Linked DNA regions of Sus scrofa: regions 2, 3, 4 and 5 are each linked to region 1. The links are chromatin contacts, called in public Hi-C, HiChIP or PLAC-seq and promoter capture Hi-C maps. All regions are on one chromosome and are shown on one strand. The core of a region is the stretch at or near the end of the contact, and the rest is flanking DNA. Distances in the headings are between cores, read along the strand shown.

Region 1 (2,700 bases), core at 192-2,691:
AACAACTTTTTCATTAGTCTGTCTTTCCTCCAAATCCCTCAAAACATATGCAAATATTTATAATACTACACTTGTCCCAACAAAACCAAAGATTATTATTTGGATGCAAGAGACAATACCTAGATGTTTGAGGCCTCTGCCCTCTTAGAGTATATCTTATTACACACCAGGCTTTTGATGTGTCTAGGGTTGGCAAACATGTCAAATTCTCAATCCAAGTTAAGATTTAAAATAAATTCAGCAAAGTAAAATAATATCCAGATTTCTATAGGAATCACGGAAATCACCAGCAAGATGACCCATACCTAACCAGAGAGGCAGTGAGAATCGTAAGTCAACGCATACCTTCTCCCAGGACCTCCCCTTCCACAAATAAACAAATGTGTATCATTAACATTACCCGTGAGAATGAAATTTAAATAGAATTTTAATTGCTCCAAGTTTTACTTACCCTAGGAATTTGAGGCAGCTGTTCTATTTAATATTTAGGTTGATTAGATCTATAAGAAGAAAATAAAAAACAAAAAAACCCTTTACTTCCTTGAAGAAAACTCTCAAAGATGTGTGTCCTGGGAACGGGAACCATAAGGGTCTTAAATAAGGAAGTGGCTAGATTAAAAGTGCTCCAAAGATTCCCAATGCTAATTTGGAAAAGGGAACTGGAGCTAAAATGACAGCGAAGAGCTAGAAGATGCTACAAGACTTGTCCTCAGGGCCTTCAAAATCAATGAGCTAGTTTGACCATGAATAATAATTTCACAAGACATGTACTGTTCCTTTGGCGGGGGAGGAGTACAGCCTTTCAGATGTATACTCGAACACTACTAGTTTCTCGACTCTATAATAAAACCACACAGAACTTTCTCTGCGGGCCACTAACCTTGGAAATGACTAACCAGAATGGAGTTTTGCTGCCTTGGGGGATGAACCCAGAGAACTAAGAGACGAAGATACTGCGAAAACCACTGCGTTTTTCATCCTCTCTCACAGCACATCAGTGCTTGTCTATGAAAAGCTTTGATTGATGTGCTCCTTTCCGAAGCTTCTTAAAACGCCAGGCGCGCGGGAACTCGGAGGCCGTGTAGCTTCCCGTCTTGCGAAAGAGTCCAGCCCTGGAACGGCAGAGCCCGAGGATGCCTCGCGGGCCACTGTGCTGGGCCCGCCTGGCTCTCTCCTCCCCGTGGCCCCGAAAGGAGACTCCGCCGCCCAGGGCTGTGTCTGTGCATCTCCGACCGAGCTCCGCCCGCCACACATGCAAAGAAATCCACCGCCAGCCGGGTAGCTCTTTACACAGACTACTCACCACTTCAGCTCTCCAAGGCAACAGAGCTACTACGGCCAGAGTCCGACCACCCCTCACTTCCGCTTCCGGCGCGCAAACGCAGGGGCGGGCCTGTGAGGTCTCGCGGTATCTTCAGCTCGCCCTGAGGATTTTTCCCAGCTTTTCCAGCTCTGATCCTCACGCGGAGCTCCACGAAGCTGGTGAGGTGGCACGTGAAGGTGATGATGCCCTCGGCACGCTTTCAGCCTGCCTGGTGACTGTGCAGGAAGAGATGCAGCGCTGTCTCTTCAGCCCCTTTGACGGGGAGCTGGTGACGGGTAGGGACAGAAGTTTTGGAACTGCTGTGCCTGGAAGGGAGAGAAAGGGTACTTCCGGCCGCCTGCTCCCGGAGTCTTGAAGAAGGCGATGAGAGTGCAGGCCGTGAAGGTGGCCACAAAGTGGATTACTTCAGCGGTCCTACACCTTTCACCCCTGCCTGGTCAGGTCTCGGTAGTAAGACTTCTCTAGTCCGTTTCGAATGTGGTTTTGCCGAACCCCGCCCCTCAACCTCCTCACTCTGCTCCAGCTTAAGTGGGCGGTATCCGGCTACCTCCAGGAGACTTGGCCATTTCTTCTGGGATGTTTTGTAGGTGTATAAAAGCAGAATATTCCCAAATGTAGCTTGGTCTCCTCCGTCCCAAATTACTTTCCAGCCTCTGCACCCCTTTCTGTTAATACTCTCATCAGTTTACAGCTTGGAAACGTTGGTGGTCTATATCTGATGCTATTTCTTTCCCTTGTTCCCATCGGTTGCCAAGTACTGTCGATTCTGCCCGGCAGTAATTCTAGTATCCAAACACTCTCTTTACCTACTTCCTCCGCCTACTCAAAGTTCTCGTTATCATCCCCTGGAACGAAGGAATGCAATTCCTGTCTTTTTAATGCCCTTCCTCTAGCCTCACTCGCCTACTTGCCCATCTTACACTTTGCTGCAGGCGTAGTCATCTTCAGGTACACTCGTGATTGAAAATCTTTACTGGCTTCCGGTTGTCTGTAGATTAAAGGCCAAATTTATTAACTTTGGATTCAGAATTTTAAGTTTCTTTTCTGCTGCCCACCTTTCATTCTCCTTTCACCCGTAACGAACCAGACCATGTGAAGCACCTCATTGTTGAACTACTCCTTACCTTTCTGTAAAGGCTCATGTCTCTGCTTGGAATACCCTCCTCTCCCGCTCATCTCAGGATGTTGAAATTCTATCCATTAAAACTGAATGAAGTAACATCTCCCTCTAGAAAAAATTTTCCTTCTACTTATTGTCCATTGTGCTTTCTGAACATTCTTCATATATTCATTCAGGTATTACCACTTTCTAACTTAGAAGTAAAATAATTTGTGTAGGAGTTCCCACTGTGGTGCAATGGAAACGAATCTGACAA
Region 2 (2,700 bases), core at 169-2,668, 190 kb after region 1:
ATTTTGGAGTGATTTTTCTGGAGAGATCTGTTGTTGCACTGTGGGGAGGGTTGGAACCCCATCCCCGATCTGTGAGCCCAGTGGAGCCATCTTCAAAGGGACACTTCAGGGAGCTTGCTCTATTTCCTGCAGGTGGGCGCATGGTGGCCTGAGAGGAGAGGATTGGCTGCTTCAGTGGCAGAGCCAAGGGAAGTGGCTGCATTGGCATCACCTGCATCCCAGAGTTTACTAGGACCTAGGATGCCGTCTGCTTCCCAAGCTCGAGATGTGGGCCAGCAGGAAGACAGAGCCAGCAAGGAGCCACCTAGATTCAGCCTAAGAGAATGAGCTGCATGGGTGAGGAGACTTCATTTGAGAAATCTTGGAGGTGGCTCACCAGGGCCTGGAGGAGGAGTGCAGGGAACCGCCTAGAATAGAGGGACGTGGAAACTCCATGGGAAAGGGCTCCATAATGGGAAACCCCAGAGGTGTATACAAGCTTAGAGGGATAAACAAAGCTCTAAGCATCTGCCTGCCACAAAGGGCTAGAAGCTAGCATCGTCTGTGGCACCAGCACACATAGGAGTTGTCTTATCACCTTAACGCCTCCTGCCTGTGGCAGACAAGCCAGAGCTCAGGGAGAAAGTGTGGGAAGAAGAGCGCCACCTCATCCCTCGTTTTTCAGGGCAGACTTCCAGCTCCAGAGGCCTAAGCTGGGAAGGGGAGAAGGTTTCAATGCTGGCTAAGCTAAATTTGACTTTTTAGTGAATGTACTGGACTGGACTGTATTACCAAATGGAGACTATGCCTTCAAGTGTGTTACCTAAGAGGGAGCAGAAGGTCATGGGTCTGCTGAATTTTTTTTTTTTTTAATCTTTTGAGGGCCCACCCATGGCATATGGAGGTTCCCAGGCTAGGGATTGAAGTGGAGCTGCAGCCGCCGGTCCACACCACAGCCACAGCAACGCCAGATCTGAGCTGAATCTGCAACCCACACCACATCCCATGGCAAGGTTGGATCCCCCACTCACTGAGTGAGGTCAGGGATTGAACCGGTGTCCCCATGGATACCAGTTTCTGCTGAGCCACAAGGGGAACTCCAGTCTGCTGGATTTTTCTCCAGAGAGGGGAGTAATTCCTGCCCCTCAGGCCAGGTGGAAGGTGCACAGCATTTGGCCTCTCAGAGTCCATTCTCTTGTGTGGCCTGCAGCTGCCCTCCCAACCTCACAGTGACAGCCCCCTGCCCTCTACACATGCCCAGCCACCTGAGTCCCTGGGTAGAGCCACAGCACTCAAATCCCCACAGTAAATGAAGTAACATTTATTACATGTGACCTACCCTGGTGACACTTGAGCAGTAAGCAGTGGCAGGTCTATATTTGGGCTTCCACTCAGGCAGGCCTGTTGCTATTTGCAGCCAGAGCCAGCTCGTGTTACCCCTGCCTTTGCTGCCCCACTTGTAGGACTCTGGGGTAGAACAGGCAGGGGCAGCCTGCCGGGCGTACAGAGGTCACCCAGAGGGAAAGCCTGCTGACCGTGGATGCAGTTTTCTAGTAGTTACCCGGAGCCTCCGAGTTAAAAGAAAAATGTATGGATCCTTAAATTAGCAGGCAAGTTTTTGAAGAGTTGTTATTTTTCTAATGCAAATTAATACTATTAGAAACTCAGTAATGGAGTGCTACAATGCCTTTCCTTTAGATGGGAAGAGAGATCATCTGAAATTGCAGGTGTACATTGCAATAAACAGTGTGACTATTTCCTGTGCCTTCTTGCAGCCAGGGTTCAGCTTTACTGAATGTGGGGTTGGTACAGGGTATGAAAGCCTCAGATGCAGACAGAAAGGCTGGCGATTTTTGCAACCAGTAGAATGCGTCTTTAGGGTATTTTTGGTGCGGGTTCCCATTTGTTAGAATGGTTTGAAACTCTAAATGTTGATGTCATTTGACTATGGTATTCGGTTGATAAATACCTTTTATTTCAATCTGCATGTGCGTGCTGACAAATCATAATTTTATGCTTTGATTCAAATACTGAAAAACAGCATCAACATCATTTTTCACTTGTTATGCACACCCTGTCCTCCCATAGAAAGTTTTTAGGTGTGAACTGTGCTGATTTGAACCATTTTGTAAAACCATACAGCTAACAGTTTAAAGCAAGTTTCTAGCTCTGGCTCCAAAATTGCCAGGGGCTACATGGGTGAGCTCCTAAAATTATGTACAAAATTATGTTTGTGCCTTTCTGGGCTCACTTTTGGAAAGAGAATTCACAGCTTTCAGTAGATTCTCAGAGGTACCCACGACCCATTAAAAGTTAAAAAATGTATTTTTTATTTTTTTATTTTTTGCTTTTTAGGGTCACACCTGCTGCATGTGAAAGTTCCCAGGCTAGGGGTAGAATCAGAGCTGCAGCTGCCGGCCTACACCACAGCCACAGACACGCAGGATCTGAGCCATGTCTATGACCTACACAGCAGCTCACGGCAACGCCGGACCCTCGACCCACTGAGCAAGGCCAGGGATTGACCCTGAGTCCTCATGGATACTAGTTGGGTTTGTTACTGCTGAGCCACAATGGGAACCTCCAGAGACTTTTCTAATTAAAGCATACTTCCCATATAAGACTTGAGCAGAAGTCTTTATTTTTTTAACTGCAGATCAATGGCATAGAGTAGAAGCTATCCATCATATTCTTTATATATCTTTATATTCTTTACTATGA
Region 3 (2,700 bases), core at 137-2,636, 140 kb after region 1:
CCCTCTGCAGCCTCCTCATTGTACGTATATAGTCAGTCACTCAGATCCAAGAGGCAGTGGAACTTTTGCAAAAACACTTGGAGACTTTTTGTAGATGGTCTCTCATCAGAATTTGAAATCTGCTCTCCGGTGCTGCCCGAACCCCCAGTCACACAGTCATTTATTTTCTGGGCAGCTCAGTACACAGAGGATGGAGACCCAGGGCAAGGAGCCGGTCCTCTCTCAGCCTTGGTTTCCCCATCTGCAGAGCAAGAATCATACCAAGACCTCGCCATGCCTGGCGGGGTACAGAGTTGGGGCATGAACGCACGTAACCTACTCAGCCTCTGGAATTACCTGATGTGTGTTAAGCACTGTCATCTTATCATTTACGCAGACAACACTGGTTCCAAAAGCTGCACAGGTTGGGGATTTTCAAGAATACGTGTTTATCTGACGTGCTTTCACATTCTTTTCAAATTTCCGTCTCCTGCAGGAATTGAAAGACCTCCGAAAACAAAGTGAAATCATACCTCAGCTCATGTCAGAGTGTGAGTACGTCTCTGAGAAGTTAGAGGTAAGGACGGGGAACACATCCCCCTTGGCATCTGTCGGGTTACCCCGTTCTTTGAGGCCCCTCCCTTTCACGCCTTGCTGGCTAAGGACAAGTGACTTTGTGTTCCTAAAAAGCCAGGGTGATTGTGTGCTCTGCCCCCTGGCGTTTGTCTCTTGGCTCATCCCCTTGCACGAAGGTATCCTGTGTATAACGTGGTGTGGGTGATTGTTTCCCACCCATAGACGTCCCTACAGAACCACAGAAGGGTGAGAAGCAAATGACAGAAGGGAGGGCTGAGGGCATGAGACCCGAGGGCTATTCCATCTCCCCACCCGGTGACCTTGGACATGTCCTTAGGCAGGCCCCCCATTTGCAAGCATCAGATTTCTGACCATAAAAGGAAAGGAGTCTCTTCAGCTCCATTTTCACCTTGGAGGGTCTCCTTGCTTCAAAGAGCACTTTGTTCAGGTTCCCAATTCAGTATTAGTACTGGTTCCTTTACACATGTTCACAAAATCTCGTCTTGTACCCAAAAGATGGAAGCTCTTGGTTGGTATGAAGAGTAGGGCTTGAGCCTCATGGAAGGACGCACAGCAGTCCGGCCCCCGGGAGCTTGAACGTCTCCACGGCACCCGCAGGACAGCCAGTGCACAGACCCACTGTCCCTGTGTCTGGCCGGGCCAGTCCTCCCTTGCTGGGGCTGGGGCTGGCCTGGGGCAGAGGAGGCCTCGCCTTCCCTGTGTGACCCCTAGCATCAAGTCACTCTCCTCTTTGTGCTGCTTCTCCCTGTCTCAGATCAGAACCCAAAGGGGGCCCTCTGCTGACCAGCCTGGGGCTGGGGCTGAAAAGCCGGTGTGCTAGGCTTTCAGAATTCCTCTGCTGGGCACTTGGGACAGTGTCGCTTAGCAGCAGGCTCCTTTGGGCAGGAGGCGTCCTTTAGGCAGTTCTGCCTTCCGTTTGAGGCCAGGAGCGGGGAACATCGATTTTTAGGCCAGATGTTGGGCAATGCGCCCCGCCCATTGGCACCGGCCGCGGGGGAGAACAGCGGGGACCAGAGAGCATAGGCTTGCTGCCCGGGGATGTCACACCTCCGTGGAGGCGGGCCCGCGGGGACGCACAGTCCGGCTGTCCTGGGTCTCAGCGGGGCTCCTACCGCTCGGTAGCCCAGCCCCTTCTCTCTCGCTTTGCTCAGGCGGCCGAGAGAGACAATCAGAACCTGGAGGACAAAGTGCGGTCTCTGAAGACAGACATCGAGGAGAGCAGGTACCGACAGCGCCACCTGAAGGTGGAGCTCAAGAGCTTCCTGGAGGTGCTAGACGGGAAGATCGACGACCTGCACGACTTCCGCCGGGGCCTCTCCAAGCTGGGCGCCGACAACTAGGGCTCGGGAGTCCCTGGGGTGCGCGTGAGCTGGTAGCACTAGGACCTCCTCCTGTTCGCGTGGCTTCTGTAAACGCAGGCGCCGTTTGTCGTGTTTCCAAACCGGGGGACGCCGTCCACTCTCTCCTCCCCAGAATCGAAATCCGCCCTCGCTTCTCTGGCCTGGCGGGGTTGTGGACGCCTGGACGATGCTGACTCAGGAATCCAGAACTAGGTCTACCTTAAAACGTTTACGCAGTCAGGGCAGGGATGTTTCTATCTTTCTTAAGGGCTGTTGCAACCATAAGAACTGAAAAAAAAAAAAAAAAAGTATTTTCTAATCCAAATATGAATACCCTTTCCAGCTCCTTTTGAGTAGCGTCCAGAGTATGCGAACGTCCGCCAGGCACGCGTGTGTGGGGCGAGGCGAGAGAAGCTTCCCTCTGTGTGTAGAGATGCTTTACAGCCACCACTTAGGAGAGGTTTGTCCAGAGAAGGAAAACAAGTTTCTGATGAGTGCGATTTCTGGCGCAGGAATCACCTGCATCCACTCCCTCCCCCCTGTCCCCCACCCCGGTTTGTAGGGTTGCAACAATGTTCCTTTTCTGGGTTTTCATTTCTGAGCAGATGACCCTGCTGTGGGGACAGCACGTGGTAAGGGTACCTAGCACAGTGCTTGGCACAAAGTAGGTGCTTAATAAATATTTGTTCAATTAAACATATAAACAGAATTTAGTGTTTTAATCAACCCCCCCCCCCCCCATCAAGCTCCTGGTGAACAGTCCACTGCTCTGGTGCCCTGGGTC
Region 4 (2,700 bases), core at 59-2,558, 250 kb after region 1:
ACTGTTTAGTAATCCAAAGAGACAATATGAGGAGTTCCCATTGTGGCTCAGCAGGTTAAGGACCCAACATAGTCTCCAGAGGATGCAGTCTGATCTCTGGCCTCAATCAGGGGGTTAAGGATCCAACCTTGCAGCAAGCTGCAGACTAGGTCGCAGATGCGGTAGGGATTTTGCCCTGGCTGTGGCAGGCCAGTAGCTACAGCTCGCATTCCACCCCTAGGAACTTAACTTCCATATGCTGAGGGTGGGGCCCTAAAAAGAATAAATAAATAAATAGCAAAGATAAATACAAGGCAAAGATAAATAAATAAAAAGCAAAGGAGTTCTCCTCGTGGCCAGTGGTTAATGAATCCGACTAGGAACCATGAGGTTGCAGATTCGATCCCTGTCCTTGTTCAGTGGGTTAAAGAGCCGGCGTTGCTGTGGCTGTGGCGTAGGCCGGCGGCTACAGCTCTGATTAGACCCCCAGTCTGCGAACCTCCATATGCCGCGAGAGCAGCTCAAGAAAAGGCAAAAAGACAAAAATAAATAAATAAATAAAATTTTTTTAAAAATAAAAAGCGAAGGCAGTACGATGTGAAGGAAAGAATTTGGGGTTGGAAATGAAGAAATCTCATTTCTAGTCCTGTTTCTGTCAATAATAATCTGTTTAACTTTCAGCCTGTCTCCTCTCAGACACTGCGCTTAAGAGGAAAGGAGGGGTATGACCTATACAGCTCAGTTCCACCGTAATACCAAATGAACTTGCTGGCTGATTCGGGAAACTTATTACTAACTGAGGGTGTACTTTTTCCAATTAATGCAACATGAGCTGCTGCCTCAAGCCGTCTTACAACGTCTGGGTTTGTACAGAACTTCACGTTACATACCTCATGCAACAAAGGGCATTTCCCATGTGAAATTTCGCCTATTGAAATTTGTTCTTAATCTTTTTGAGTGTGGACTTCTCCCTTCCACATTTATCCCTACGACAGCTCCATGTGCAACCAAGCTCGTTTTTCACACGAAGTTGAGAAAGGTGAGCACAGTGTGTTTGGAATGAGCCCTTCCTCGCTGGTGGCCCTGGCCCGGCGACAGATACCTCGACCCCTCACCTCTACTTCGGTTCCCCGCCGCATCCTCTGAAGCCCTATACTCCAGACTGACTGCCTATAAGGACGCTGCTGTCACCTACCCCGCTGGGTGGCCGGAACTCGGCCTCACTTTACGCCGTGTAAACAACATCCCCTACCGTCTCCGATCTCGGTGGCAATTCCTTCCTCAGCAGGCGGAAAACAGGTCGTTCCGGCTTCCGGGGCGCTGGAGGAAGTCCGGCCCCACGCAACAGCGTGAGGGGGCGGGTCGCGTCGAGGCGCCGCGCAGGCGCGTAAAGGATTAGGCGATGACGCCACTTCAATGGGCTGCTTACCACTCTGTAGGGTCGACTGGAGGCACGCAGTGTGGGAGGTTATTGCTGCTGTGTCCATGGCGGTGGGGACAGGCCTGGGACCCGTTCAGCAGGGCTTGAGAGAGCAGCTTGTAGACTCCATCTCAAAAAACAACCATATTCTCCCAACGGTGTCCTCCGGGAAATCGAAGCCCCTCTGCCCCCAGCTGTCCTCGTTTCTCGCTTCGCTCCACCTCCCCGTGCCGTTTTTAGTACCTTACTATCATTCGTTTATCAATGTGGGTCCATATCTTGTCGCAGTAATGGCTGTCATTTGCTGCATTGGTTGTGCATCTCACAGCAGTAGCTCATAAGTACCTGGTAATTCTTGACTACTGGACTGATGGAAATTTACTCATCCCTTTACCAAGGACAGGATTGAGCGCCTAAGTAGTCCTGAACTGGACTGTGGCTATGGCACTTTGGGGACCGGGAAGGTAAATTAGAAATTAAAATTGCTGTTGTCCTAGTATCCTAGGCTGTCATAACAGAGTAACACAAATTGAATGGTTTAAAACAACAGATATTTGTTCTCTCACAGTTTTGGAAGATGGAAGTCCGAAAAAAAGGGGTCATCAGGATCGTGTTTCCTGTGAGACTAGGTAAAACCCTTACCTTTTCCTAGTTTCTGGTGTGGTCCATCCCACAATCTTTGGCATTCTTTGGCTTGTAGTTGCCTAATTCCATTCTCTTAACTCTGCTCTAATGGTGTTCTATCTGTGTCTTATTTCTGTTTCATAATTAATCATAATTAAGTTCATTTGTATCGGTTTTTTAGATTCCGCTTATAAGTGATATCATATGATAGTTGTCTTTGACTGACTTCACTTAGTATAATAATCTTTACATCCATCCCGTGTTGCTGCAAAAGGAATTATTTCATTCTTTTTATGTCTGAGTAATATTCTCCCTCCCTCCCTCTCTCTCTCTCTCTCTCTCTCTCTCTCTCTCTCTCTCTCTATATATATATATATATATATATATATATATATTTGGTCTTTTGTCTTTTTAGGGCCACACCCATGGCATATGGAGGTTCCCAGGCGAGGGGTTGAATCGGAGCTGTAGCTGCTGGCCAACACCATAGCCACAGCAACAAGGGATCTGAGCCCAGTCTACGAACTACACCACAGCTCACGGCAATGCCAGATCCTTAACCTACTGAGTGGTGCCAGGGATCAAACCCGAGTCCTTGTGGATACTAGTCGGGTTTGTTAACCACTGAGCCACGACTGGAACTCCGAATATTCTATTGTTTATATGTACCACATCTT
Region 5 (2,700 bases), core at 81-2,580, 220 kb before region 1:
TCTTGTTATAGCAGCCTGAAGTGACTAAGACACAGGGTATTACAACAGAGGCAAAAGGACCTAGACTAGTCTTCTACAGTGAGAAGAGAGGAAAAGGTGAACCTGCAGGACTGGTGAAGAAGGGTAACTACCTAAAACTGAAAATCACTAGATGAAGGTAGTAAGGAAATGCATTAGCAGATAATGTCAAGCACTATTAAAGTAAACAGACCACAGGAAGTCTAGAGAATTTACAGCCCCATTATCGAAAGCCGAACATAAAGGAACAAGAGCAAGAGTTAAAATATACACACAATTCTACAGAGCAAGTGAAGGAGGCAAATGCTGGGAGAAAGCACAGCTCCTATAAAGGGAGAGACAACAGGAAAGCTTAGAAGAGGGAACATACACAAACAAGGAGACTAGGTGAGGGCCACATAGTCCTTTACTCTGAGGAGCTATCATCAGCTGACCTCTGAAAGGTGAACTTCGGGGTGATGAAAGAGCTAGCCTTCATTCATTGGGCAGATTCACACACACAAACACACACAAACTTGCCAGGAGTGGAAACAAATGACCTGCCAGAGTAAGTCCCTTTTCACAAAACTACAGGCCTGTAAGACCTACGTGTGTTAAAGCATAACCGCTTATGGGCTATGGAGTCATGGACATCTGTGTTCGAACCCCAGCAGTGCCGCTCGTCAAATTAGAAAACCTCAGGGAACTCTCGTTAAATAGCTTGCTGGGGGGCGGGGGGGGAGGGCGCGGGGGGAGGCTTCCACACTGCATTGTCAAGGGCAGGCCTAGGGCGAGACCCCAGCAAGATCGCTGACTCCAGAGCTGTGCTCTTTCCAGCAGCCTGATGCTTTGGGCAAAGGGTCCCTGAGGGAGCAGACCCGGCCTGGAGCGCCTTTGTGGCCCCACTCACCCGAGAGCACCCGCAGAAGTGGCCCGCGGTGGGGAACCGGGCGGGAGCCCAGTCGTCGGCAGGTGGCCGCGGGACTTGGGGGGCGCCGGTGGCAGCGCCCCCCGTGTGGCACGGACCGATGGGGAGGGGGCCGGCCAGGTGGTGATTGGCTGGGCTGTGGCTGGCAGCTACGGGCCAAGAACAAAAGAGAGCGGGGGGCCTCCGAAGTAGGGGCTCCCGCCCGCCCTGCGCGGGCTTCGGTGCTGGGGGAGGACGCACCCACCGCCCGCCCGCCCGCCGAGCAGCCCGGCTGGCGCGCTTGGTTTCTGCGCGAAAGCTGGCCGTGTACCTAGGAATTAACCGGCCGGCGCTGGAGGGGAGGGGTGGGGAGCGGGAAGCGGGGTGTGTGGGGGGGGTGCTGAGCGCGCGCGAGAACAATAATAAGATCGTGTTTGCGGTCGCTGCCCGAGGAGGAATTCGGAGGAAGCGCGAGGCCCGGCGCTCGCGCCGCGCCCGGGAGCCCAGGAGGCAGGCCGGCGGCGGTGGCGGGATGAGGCAGGCGACGCGGCGCCTGTGAGCAGCGCGCGGCGGCGGCGGCGGCGGCGGCGGCGGCGGGGACCTCAGCGCGGGCCGGAGCCGAGCGGCCGGGGGCTCCCCTCCCCCGCTGCCGGGCGGTGATTTGCCGGGCCTGCTGCGCCCCCCGCCCACCCCTCGCTTCAGCCGCCGTCTCGCCGTTTCCCCTCGTCGGAGCGGCCGCTCGTCCGCCCGCCCGCCCGGCTCGAGGCCCGCGGGGAGAGCGGCGCAGTCCGTCGGCCCGCGGGGGGGCGGCCTCCCGGCATCTTCGCTGCGCCCAAGGACGACCAGGAAGGGGAGCGGCCGGGATGGCGCGTCCGCGGCCGCGCGAGTACAAGGCGGGCGACCTGGTCTTCGCCAAAATGAAGGGCTACCCGCACTGGCCGGCCCGGGTGAGTACGCGGCCGCGCGCGGGCCCGCCCGCCCACCATTTTCCCCTTCATGATGGCGCGCCCGCCCCCTTTCCCCATCGCCTCAGCCGGGAGCCCGCCGCGAGCGGCCGACCGCGGCCGGGGCTGAGGGCGCAGGCGGCGCTGCGCAGAGAGCAGCGGGCCGCGCCCGCACCCCGCGAGGGCGGCCATCCTTCCGCCCACTTTCGAAGGCGGCTCCCGCCCCGGCAGGCCAGCCGCTGCCTTCCTCCCGGAAAGCGGGTGGGGACCGGGAGCCCCCGCCGCCGGGCAGCGGGCCTGGGGTAGAGGCTTCGCCCGGGGCAGGGTCGTTGGTAGCCGCCGCGGGTCTCGGCGAACGTCGGGGCACGTACCGGAGCGTGGTGCAAATGGCTGTCCGCGAGCCGGCGGCTGTCCGCGGCGGTAAATCCTGGAAAGGGGTAGTGGTCATTCAGAGCCAGCAGGAGCCTTCTTGGCCGTCATTCATCCATCTCCCGGTGCATCCTTCGCCATCCAGACTTGTTGAGTTCTCCCTGAGCGCGATTCCTGGTGCCCCGCCTGCCCTATCGTTGTCCTGGGGTACGTACATCCCTGGTGCCCATGGTTCGTTTAAGCGAACACCAGATAGCTAGGAGCTTGCCGCCTGGCCCTGGCTGGTGGGTCCAGTGAGCTCCTCGTGCCTTTTCACCTCCATATTTGTTTTAGGTCGTATTCTAGACCTTTTCCTTGGCCTCACATACAGCCCATAATAGCTCTCTCTTCCTATGTTGCAGGGTTGTCGCTGGGCTCTTTCTCTAGAAAGCATCTGCGTGTAATACATAACATTAAAATTTTTTATTAGGCCCTTTGCTAGCC

The links. Promoter capture Hi-C pulls out the DNA fragments that hold promoters and counts their contacts. Hi-C and Micro-C count contacts between places; a contact is called where the count stands out from the background. HiChIP or PLAC-seq counts read pairs in DNA pulled down with a chosen protein or histone mark.
Region 2: an H3K27ac HiChIP or PLAC-seq map of skeletal muscle shows a contact between it and region 1. The contact joins the promoter of FSD2 here to the promoter of FAM103A1 in region 1. A contact is called at or near these places in 3 of 5 promoter capture datasets (fetal liver, fetal skeletal muscle and liver) and 2 of 2 datasets of contacts at active chromatin or transcription factors (alveolar macrophages and skeletal muscle).
Region 3: a contact with region 1 is called in a promoter capture Hi-C map of liver, with 5 times the contacts expected there. The contact joins the enhancer-like site here to the promoter of FAM103A1 in region 1. A contact is called at or near these places in 2 of 5 promoter capture datasets (fetal skeletal muscle and liver), 8 of 47 Hi-C or Micro-C datasets (embryonic fibroblasts, fetal heart ventricle, fetal skeletal muscle and 3 more) and 2 of 2 datasets of contacts at active chromatin or transcription factors (alveolar macrophages and skeletal muscle).
Region 4: a contact with region 1 is called in a Hi-C map of skeletal muscle, with 2.4 times the contacts expected there. The contact joins the promoter of AP3B2 here to the promoter of FAM103A1 in region 1. A contact is called at or near these places in 1 of 5 promoter capture datasets (liver), 3 of 47 Hi-C or Micro-C datasets (brain, liver and skeletal muscle) and 2 of 2 datasets of contacts at active chromatin or transcription factors (alveolar macrophages and skeletal muscle).
Region 5: a contact with region 1 is called in an H3K27ac HiChIP or PLAC-seq map of alveolar macrophages. The contact joins the promoter of HDGFL3 here to the promoter of FAM103A1 in region 1. A contact is called at or near these places in 2 of 2 datasets of contacts at active chromatin or transcription factors (alveolar macrophages and skeletal muscle).

Annotation. Positions count from the first base shown.
Region 1 is chr7:51,952,164-51,954,863 of Sscrofa11.1, forward strand. FAM103A1 (RNMT-activating mini protein) reads right to left here and starts at 1,442. Exons shown (of 4, transcript XM_003128452.4): 1 at 1,304-1,442; 2 at 452-500.
Region 2 is chr7:52,143,053-52,145,752 of Sscrofa11.1, forward strand. It overlaps FSD2 (fibronectin type III and SPRY domain-containing protein 2), which reads left to right and starts at 1,419. Exons shown (of 13, transcript XM_021098895.1): 1 at 1,419-1,589.
Region 3 is chr7:52,092,670-52,095,369 of Sscrofa11.1, forward strand. HOMER2 (homer protein homolog 2) reads left to right here. Exons shown (of 9, transcript XM_001927296.5): 8 at 476-556; 9 at 1,728-2,700. The coding sequence ends at 1,916. Among named protein-coding and RNA genes, the nearest start is that of WHAMM, 46 kb to the right of the region's middle. Within about 2 kb of position 1,387, at least 24 of the 83 cell types and tissues checked have an H3K27ac peak or open chromatin away from gene starts, as enhancers often do. A contact at or near this core is called in liver and subcutaneous adipose tissue, where this site is marked.
Region 4 is chr7:52,201,341-52,204,040 of Sscrofa11.1, forward strand. It overlaps AP3B2 (AP-3 complex subunit beta-2), which reads left to right and starts at 1,309. Exons shown (of 30, transcript XM_021098893.1): 1 at 1,309-1,446; 2 at 1,968-2,028. LOC102161631 (a long non-coding RNA gene) reads right to left here and starts at 1,310. Exons shown (of 4, transcript XR_002345779.1): 1 at 1,175-1,310.
Region 5 is chr7:51,729,568-51,732,267 of Sscrofa11.1, forward strand. It overlaps HDGFL3 (hepatoma-derived growth factor-related protein 3), which reads left to right and starts at 1,331. Exons shown (of 6, transcript XM_021098881.1): 1 at 1,331-1,851. The coding sequence starts at 1,768. LOC106504434 (a long non-coding RNA gene) reads right to left here and starts at 2,334. Exons shown (of 4, transcript XR_002345777.1): 1 at 2,220-2,334.